Linked DNA regions of Mus musculus: region 2 is linked to region 1. A link is a contact called in public Hi-C data. All regions are on one chromosome and are shown on one strand. Each heading gives the region's core, a stretch centred on a gene start, on an enhancer-like site or on the middle of the called end of the contact. The rest is flanking DNA. Distances are from core to core; before and after follow the strand shown. Region 1 has its middle 7.9 kb from the start of Gm32126. Region 2 has its middle 38 kb from the start of Tprg.

The links. A called contact is a pair of places that touch in the nucleus more often than the background predicts.
Region 2: a Hi-C map of B cells shows a contact between it and region 1, with 2.8 times the contacts expected there. The contact joins two enhancer-like sites. A contact is called at or near these places in 1 of 15 datasets of contacts at CTCF or cohesin (large pre-B cells), 7 of 484 Hi-C or Micro-C datasets (B cells, Th2 cells, bone marrow-derived DN3 thymocytes and 3 more) and 2 of 115 datasets of contacts at active chromatin or transcription factors (T-cell acute lymphoblastic leukemia and large pre-B cells).

Annotation. Positions count from the first base shown.
Region 1 is chr16:24,149,445-24,153,908 of GRCm38.p6, forward strand. No RefSeq gene overlaps it. Among named protein-coding and RNA genes, the nearest start is that of Gm32126, 7.9 kb to the right of the region's middle. Within about 2 kb of position 2,102, at least 134 of the 459 cell types and tissues checked have an H3K27ac peak or open chromatin away from gene starts, as enhancers often do. A contact at or near this core is called in B cells, Th2 cells and bone marrow-derived macrophages, where this site is marked.
Region 2 is chr16:25,246,971-25,251,434 of GRCm38.p6, forward strand. No RefSeq gene overlaps it. Among named protein-coding and RNA genes, the nearest start is that of Tprg, 38 kb to the right of the region's middle. Within about 2 kb of position 2,496, at least 81 of the 459 cell types and tissues checked have an H3K27ac peak or open chromatin away from gene starts, as enhancers often do. A contact at or near this core is called in B cells, Th2 cells and bone marrow-derived macrophages, where this site is marked.

The DNA.
Region 1 (4,464 bases), core at 852-3,351:
AGATGAACCAGAATTTTCCATTTGCCTAGAATACTCCATTGCCTGGCTACTTTATAGAAACAGGAACTTGCTTTAACATGAGAGTAACAATAAGCTACAGTGACTAGATACTAGTAGTCTCTGGCTTGCCAAGTGTCCAGTGTGTGTCAGCAGCAGAGATTGCTGACCACGGCAGCCTGGCATTATGGGGACCCAGTCAGGCTCCATTTCAGAAATCATGGGCGGTGTTTCCATGGAGCTCTGCCCGAAAAGAGGTGATCTAAATCTTACATGAGAGATGTACATCAACAGGGAGCCGTGCCTAGAACACTGTGACCTACAAAATCCTATTAAGGAGCTCAGAATACACAATCAGTTTCAGAGACATCAAGTGACCTTGTGCAAGGCACTACATACACTGCTTTGCCTATTTCACTGTCCCCCTCCCCACAAAAGCTCTATAAACACCTTGGCCAGCAGCTCCCTAGCCTGGGAACAGAGAGCAAGCTGATTTTCACTGTTTTGTTTTGTTTTGTTTTTTTTAATTGTTGTTGCTGTTTTTAAGCCTGCTCCTTCTAGCAACCACTGTGTTGCTTGTGTTGCTTGTGTGTGTCGTTCTAGAAAGGTACACACAAATTCACGGCGGTGGGGGGGGGGATGTCACCTACTGCTCAGATTGGAGCATCCCCCTCCATGTGTCTCCTTTTAAAGATTCTATCACTTAACTTTGATAGCCCTTCACCAAGAATGCATGTTTCTTGGCATGCTTATGACTAGGAAGGAGTTGGCTGACCCTGATTCATAACTGCTCTTTCTTTAGTGGATAAAGGCAGCTGCATAATGCGATCCGTCCCCCATTTCTTTTGTTTGAGCTGCCAAGGATCTCAAACACATGCTACGTGCCTCATTAAAATTATTCTTATTGTGGATTTTCTTCTTCTAACTCTTCTCATCTTCCGGGACAAGGTCTTAATCTTCTCACTCTGCTTTTCTGATCAGGATACCCATTTTGGAAGTAAGGAGCATGTAGGTAAAAAAAAAAAAAAAAAAAAAGTGCAGACTGATCTGTCTTAGGAAAGAAAGGTGGGAAGATCAGTCCTCATTCTGGGGTGGTGGCTATACCTTCATTTGCAACACAGGTTAACCATTAATATTCAAAAGACTAATGATGAATCTTTGCATGGCGCTTTCCATCCATAAAACAAATACTTCCCCATGCATGATCTCATTTTGTAAGTAGCAATTGCACTGTACTGATGGGGTCAGGGAAGGTCAGAGAGATTAAGTGTCTAGCCAAAGGTCAAAAAGGACCTTGGACCTTCTACTGCTGAGCTGGGTTCTGTTGGTTCTTTCTCTCTGCACTCTGTCTCCCATTGACTTCTCTTTTAAGCCAGCACCTTCACCCTCCTCCTGGGCAAGATATTTTTGAACATGAAAACTAGAACCAAACAGATATGCTGTTTTAGTGGGCCTTTCCCGTCTTGAGACGGTCTGTAAAATGCCTGGAAACCACTTATGGCTGAGTGCAGGAGACCCGAGCTCCCTGCCACCTGCCCAGGGTTTCATGCTATAGTCTCTGATAAGCTTCTTCCTTCTCAATAAACTCTAAATAAGTGCAAATTACTTCTCCCTGTCCCTAACCCCTAACTATCATACAGAAGCTTGTTGGGACAGTCAAAGGGGAAAATGGCTGTTAATTGTTGAGGCTTTTTGGTGGGAAGGCACATGATAAGATCTCAGGGCCAGGCACTTCCACCAAGTGGCTCAGTTCTCTGGTTTCCTTTAACATGACAGTACAGTGCTGGGAGGCACTGCATTTGTGATTCTGTTTCCTTCCATCTCAGGTCACTTACCCACTGCCAAGTGCACCGTCAATGCTCTGGGGATGGCCCAGAAGAGCCACTGCCTCTAGAACCATGTGGAAGGACCTTGAAAGGCATGTGTACCAATGATGTTGTGTCTGATCCAGATTAGGCCAGACCCCATTCTGGTTTCCCATTAGGCCCCAGATCCTGCCCACAGTCTGGGGGGGGGGGGGCTGGAGAGGCTAATCTCAAAGGGCCAGATATGAGTCAGTTTCCACACTCAACACCAGGCGTGTGGCTTCCTGAAGCACAGACAAGGAAGTGCTGAATTTCAAAGAGCAAGGTTTTTTTTTTTTTTTTTTCTTTGCATACCATATCCGGAACTGAAACCACCGATTCATTTCACTTTAGATCTCATACTAACATTCAGATCGTCAATTATAGTCCAGAGATAAGATGCCGAGGCTTCATCAGCCCTGTCCTTGTCTCCCCTCACGCCCCCGTTTCTTTTGCTGTGTTATTGCAGGATTCTTCCCTTTCAACTTTTTCGCTTTCAGTGTAAACAGCACAGACTGTGGAAGGTGTGTTGGATATATATATATAATAATGAGTCAAATATCTAAATATCTCTTGAGAGCATGGCTAAGCTCAGAACTTCCCTCTTCCCTCAGTGGTCACCTCAGCTCTTTGTGAGTGTGGCTGTAGGTTCGGTTATCCCATGCCATACGATAAGTGGCTCGGTGAGAGTGACTGACACCTTGTTAGCTCGTGACAGCGGTTAAAAGATGAACGCTGCGGACAGATTCATGCAAAGTACCCTCAGGAGGAGAGAGGCCACTGAAAACAGACACATCCTCTGAGCTCTGCCTGCAGCATCAACCTGTTAGCAGGAAGAAGGATTCCTGCACTTACATAGCAAGTACAAACAACTTTCACATCCTTTCTCTCTCCTGATGCTTACCAGAACTTCTGAGATCAGTCATACAAGCCTTACCCTCCACACTTTAGAGATGACAGGACCCAGAGCTACTGAGAGTGGAAAGATGGGCCTGCGCAGTAACAGTGAGAAATCTACACCTCAGTGATATGGTTCCCAAGTCCAGTCTTCCGGTAACTTCCATCAAACCTTATGTATAATTCTTTAGTGCACTGTAGCCCACAATCTAAAGCTCTAGACATCTGTTGACCTTTTAAGTCTTAAGATCATGCAGGTCAAGGTTAATGGCTAATGGATAATTACATTTACACAACCCCTCTAGGCCTCAGTTTTCATTACTCTAAAGATGAAGAAATGCTATTAAATTTAGTGCTGCTTGCATTTCCAGCACTCTGTGCATGAGTAACTGCTGAATTCAAAGTATTTGCTCTGCAGCCTGAGTGCCCAGGATGGCAGTACTGTTAGGCAAAAACAGCCACCTGACTTCCATGGTAAAATAAGTAAGAGGAAAGCACCATTATCAATAAGACTTCATAGGTCTACGAGAGAGGGGACTACAGATATATATTAGTCCTCCAACTTGGTCCTAGACCATGAAAGATAAGCATCCTGTAGTGTTATTACGATGGGCAGTAGAGACATCCTTGATGATCCCATTGGTCTCTCAAGGGAGCAGGACAAATTCTGACAAAGGTTTTATGACCACCCCAGCCCTACAAATCCCCAACCCTACCCTCTGCTGGTGTTTCACATGCTAGGCCATGCAGTGTGGTCCTTCAAGCCCAGTCCCACCTGAAGCTGAGTGATACTGACTATACACTGACTATACATGTGATAGACTAGGTCCTAACACAGCAGCCAAGGGAACTGTGGTTTTATAAAAGTTCCCACAGTCCATTTGAAAGCAAAGACTTACACATATTATCTGAACTTAGGAATTAGGACAGTGCCTTGGATTGTCTTGGTTCTTTACTATCTTTTCTTTTTTTCTTTTTCTTTTTTTGGAGAGCAGAATCCCATGGTTCTCTTACAGTGGGAGAAGAGAGATGAGCTTGTCCAAGTTTCAATCTACCTATTGCCATTCTGTTCCCATGGCTGTTCTAGAACATTCCCTTGTTCAGAGAAAGAAATGTTAGACTTTTGGAGAGATTCATAGGATACCAACTGGGACATTTTTATATCCTGAAACCCTCTTGCCTTGTCTTTTTCCATTTAGCATCCTTTCTATTGCCTCTGTGGAACTGCTTCTGGGGTGAGATTCTCATCCTAGGGCAGCTCCCTGTCCTATCAGTTTAGATGATTCAAAAGCTCTTAACTATATTCTGTCTAGTAGCAACTTCCTCCTCTGGTCTGCTCCAATCAAGTCTGATCCTACACCAAGTGTGGAATGCATCCCTCTCCCCTCTCCCCTCTCCCCTCTCCCCTCTCCCCTCTCCCCTCTCCCCTCTCCCCTCTCCCCTCTCCCCCTCCTCCTCTCCCCTCTCCCCTCCTCCTCCCCCTCTCCTTCTCCCCCTCCCTCTCCCTCCTCCTCCTCCCTCTCCCCCTCCCCTTCCCCCTCCCCCTCCCCCTCTCCCTCTTCCCCTCCCTCTCTCCCAGTTTCTCCAAAGGGTAAATCTTTGGAATGTCACAGATACTATTTACCTCTTCTCTTGGAAAGACTCCACTCAAAGTTTGGACCTCTTCCCTTAAGTTTAGGGAACTATGTCAATAAATAACGCAGAAAATCAATGTTTCTTACAATAG
Region 2 (4,464 bases), core at 1,246-3,745, 1.1 Mb after region 1:
TATGTGAACTGTTTAGGATACACCCCTAATGCTGATAAACATACCAACTTCATTACACGAACACCATAAAAATCTCAAAGGGTTTAATTCTAGCTACAATAGTCTTTTAATGAGGTTGGGGCTTGAACCCTGCATTTAAGCACTATCATTAAATGCCCCGAGTAGTCATTTATACTCTGATATAATGCAGGCGGTGGCTTGAGTTTGAGGAACAGGAAGGGATTCAGGAGCCTGCATTTGAGAGAAGAGGACGTTGAGACTCAGCGGCATACAGCACTTTTAGTAAGGATGCTGGATACTGAGCAGAGGATTTGAAGCTCCAGCGGACCTAACGTGTCTGACTCTGGAGGGTTTCCACTTTCCCTTTTGCCACTTCCGCAGTTGCTGCAATTCCTGAAATGCTCCACATCTGCAAGCAGAGTAACCATCTATCCCATGTTGCCCAAGCCTTTCAAATTCTTCACTTTGTTGCAGTGCAATAATTAAAATGTGACAATAACACCCTCAGCTAGTTCATCGGTTTTGTCTTTTGTTTTTGTTTTTTCCTTTTTTATTTATTTACTTATTTTGTGGTAGCTGAGGAGAAGGATCTCAGGGACCCTCCAACACGATCGATCTTAACCCTGAAGGTGACAAAAGGGCAGCTGTTGATAAGCCATGTCTACTCTATAAAAGATTACATTTAAAGTTCAGGGCTTTCTACTGGGGAATTTCATGTGTGTGGCTGTGCATGTATACATTTTATTTTTCAATGATCTGGAGATCTCTTATAACACAATTACAAATTATTGTAATTTGATTCTAACTAAATATAGGTGTAGCAAATAGGGATCTTTGGTTTACAAATTATTTTCTTTCTGTGTAAAAAATATATGTGTGCATTCTGAATGGTCTACAGTGAGCTTGTGCAAAATTTGTACCAAAGGATAATCTTTAATATTAGAGTTGAGAAGTGTCAGCTGAATTCTATTTTGAAGAAAATAAGGTGTCATAGTTGGGATACAATAATTCTCCCAAGCAGAACAAAGTCCTTATAGCTAAAATGTTCTTGGTGATTCTGGTTTCTCCTTCAAACTTCATGTAAGTGTGAATTAACTCTACTGTAGAGAATGGTCTGAAAATGAAGGTCTAGAGGAGAGGAGGTAGGTGTGGCGCCTCTGAGGTGGTACACTTTCAGATCACTCATGGCTCTTAAGAGTGTTCTGTATCGTGTCCAAGTCTAACAGTAAGACAGCTCTTAAAAAAATAGGTCAGTTTTGTGCTTGTCTTTCATTTTACCTGCTCTGGTCCATGGTCCCTCTAGCCAGTGACATTCCTGAGCAGAAGAGAAGAGAGTGCATAGCAGTGCCATAAAATGACCCAGGAAGTTTGTACACTGTGGACAGTCAACCTCGAGCTGATCGATGTTCAGTGCAAGCCCTTCAGTGAGACACTGTTGTGTTGTGACTACTCTTGTGACTTGTGACAAGTTGCCTTCTCCTCTTTAATTTCCATTTCTCCAAGTGCAACGTGGAATTTCCATCATATGCCCCATGGTTCTCCGTGGTTCTGGTGGGATTTGAGGAGCGTGAATTACAAACTGGTATCCCGGAGCCATCCAGTCTAACGCAAGCTTTACTTTGCTCTGGGAGTAAACCTTAAGAAAAGGTCAGTTTTGCAGACGTCTTGAGGTTGTGTTCCAACGTCCTCGTTAAATAACCGAAGTCCAGACTGGCAGGCCCAGGGGAATATTTAATCAAGTAAAAAAAAAAAAGGCCAAGTCATTACTGGAACTCCGTCATCAGACCTGTAAACACAAGCATTTATTTGTGGGTGTCATGAGAAAGTGTGTTCACTTGTAATACTCTCTCCTGTACAGGTTCTACTTGTCAAATGTGTATGACTCTTCTGATAATTCAGAAGAGTGGAGAGAGCAAGACGAAAGGAAAGAGAGAAAATTACAACTGTAAACAGACTCTGGACAGCGAAGGATCAAAACAGCCTCTGGCTTGACTGGATGAGTCATAGCTATAGTCAGACCACAAATAGAAGCATAGCTTCTCTGTTGAAGGGCAGTCTTCCTGTCTGGAGAGGAAACCCAGCTCTGATTGGAGATAGTAGTTTTTGCAGACTTCAAAGCATCGCAAGCAACTGAACAGACAAGAGAAAGGGTTGGTAAACAGCGTTCCAGGTGCTACTCTGGAGAACCAGCCGCACAGCTCTGATTTGAAGCTATGTAGACATACTTTCATCGGAAGCCAAAAGCTGGTGGTTTGTTTGTATGCTTGGTTTGTTTTTTTCTTCTGCTTCTTTCTATAGTATTACTCCCTTCTAGCATCTGCATCTAATTTCATCTCAAGTAATGCAAGTTGTTCCTCCAGGCTCACACTCCAGGGCACAGAGAGAGATTGGCAAAGGGCCATCTAAGGAGGTAGGAGGAAGGCAAGGGCACGTGTTTTGAAACTACGAGGAAGGTGATGCTTTCAACAGGGCAAGTCTGAGACTGAGAGGGTGTGGCAGAACAGAGGAACATTCTAGTGGTTCCTACTAGGTAGACAAGCCAGTTTGGCCTCCTGAATTTAGACTTTAACACTGAGTCTGGGTATAGCTTAAAATTTAGTGTATATGTGAGGAAGAAGAACATGGAAAATTGGAATGAACGAATGGGACCCGGTGTCGGAGCCTGAGTGCCATTAAAGGTCTGGACTCTGTATGCTGTGGAAACAGGGAGGCAAGAAACAGAGACTACGGAAAGATGGGAACTCCAACCATGGGAGGTAGAATGAAGCAAGCTCAGGAAGGCCAACTACATCTGCTGTCACTTGGATGCTTGTCCAGCACAACGTAAGCCCCTGAACTTAGAAAGCACATAGGAGAGACGATGACATCGATAGATCTAATCGCTGGAGGATAGCAACATAAAATGTTTTTTACCAGTACATGTTTTGGTGTGTGTTAAGGTCATTGAGCTGAGTAGATGGGACCTGGAAAACTATATAGTCAGGTGATTGAAAATGACAAATGCATAATTTCCATTTGATAGACATAGGGGACAGGCAGTGAGGGAAAAGTTACCTGCACCATGTGTTTGACATTGGTGGTTTTGACTGACACAGGTTCACTACTTGCTCCACATTTCCTTTCCAACCTACGCTAGTAGCTTTTCTATCTGCTGTGATAAAATTCCCAGCTAAAGTGACCTACAGAGGAAGTATGAATTTAGACCTAAAGTTCCAGAGTACACAGGCCATGGTGGCAGGGTAGGTGCAGGAGGCGATGCGTCCTATTACATCTGTAATCAGGAAGCAGGCATAATGAAAGATGTTCAACCTCACTTTCTCATTTCATTCAAATCGAAACCCCAGCCCATAGAATCATACCTTCCACTTTCAGGGTGTCTTTTTCCACCTCAATGAACCAAATCTAGACTTATTTAAAGGATCGTTTCCATACCGACTCAAGTTCTGGTCGAATTGACATTTGGTGTTAGCTATCACACAGCTTTGATTTCACCCTGAGTCTTGGCCCTTGGGATCCCTGCAACACTGAACTTCTGTCAGGCAGCTGTGCCCTGGCTTCCTGTCTGAGGGTGGGTGAGTCACCTGTTCCCACTGGGTCCTGCATTCCTCATGTGTGAAATGAGGATGGGACAACAGTCTAGCTGTATGTCTGGAACAAGAAGCACCTGTTGCCAGCATTCTCTTTAATAAGCAAGCAAGCAAACAAACAAAGCCAGCCAATGAATCCTTCCTGTCATCATCCATGTCTTACAGATGGCCTAATAGATGATACATTAAATGATACATAATGCTCAAAAGGCCATAGGGTAACGTGTCCTGCTGACAGGCTCAGCCACCTCACTTTTAGCACCATTCCTTCTACTCCAAGCAGGTGATACTGATGTCTAGAAGTAAACAAAGAAATGTGCTCAGCTTCCCGAGATTTCTCTTTTTAATTATTTTTATTTATGTACCTATTGAGCTGTGTGGACTGCATGCACGCAAGTGCCTATTGAGGTCAGAAGTGAGCATCAGATCCCACAGAGCCAGATGCAGAGGCAGTTGTGAGCTGTCTAAAACGGTGGCCGGGAACTGAATTCAGGTCCTCTGGAAATGCAGTGAGTTTTCCTAAGCCCTGAGCAGTCCCTTCATTCCTGCTGTAATTTTTATTGAATACACCAAGCTTTCATTAGTTCTTCTTCATAAAGCCAGACCAACAGCAAGGGAATCATTTTAATGGGGTCACTGCAACATTTTAGAAGTTGGATTCATTCTGTTTAAAACCACTTCCTTTCATTGGGATGCACGCAGCTGCCACGCTTCCTTCTGTGGGCAGAACTTCATGGCCAGCTGCAGGAGGTTATGCACTTGGATGCAGTAAGCCGACGGACAAAGCAACTCCACATTCTTTTCGTAAAACTTTGCGTCTCTCTGGCCATTCGAGGACAAGAATCCGGGGCCAAAAGGGACCCTGAGCTCATGTATG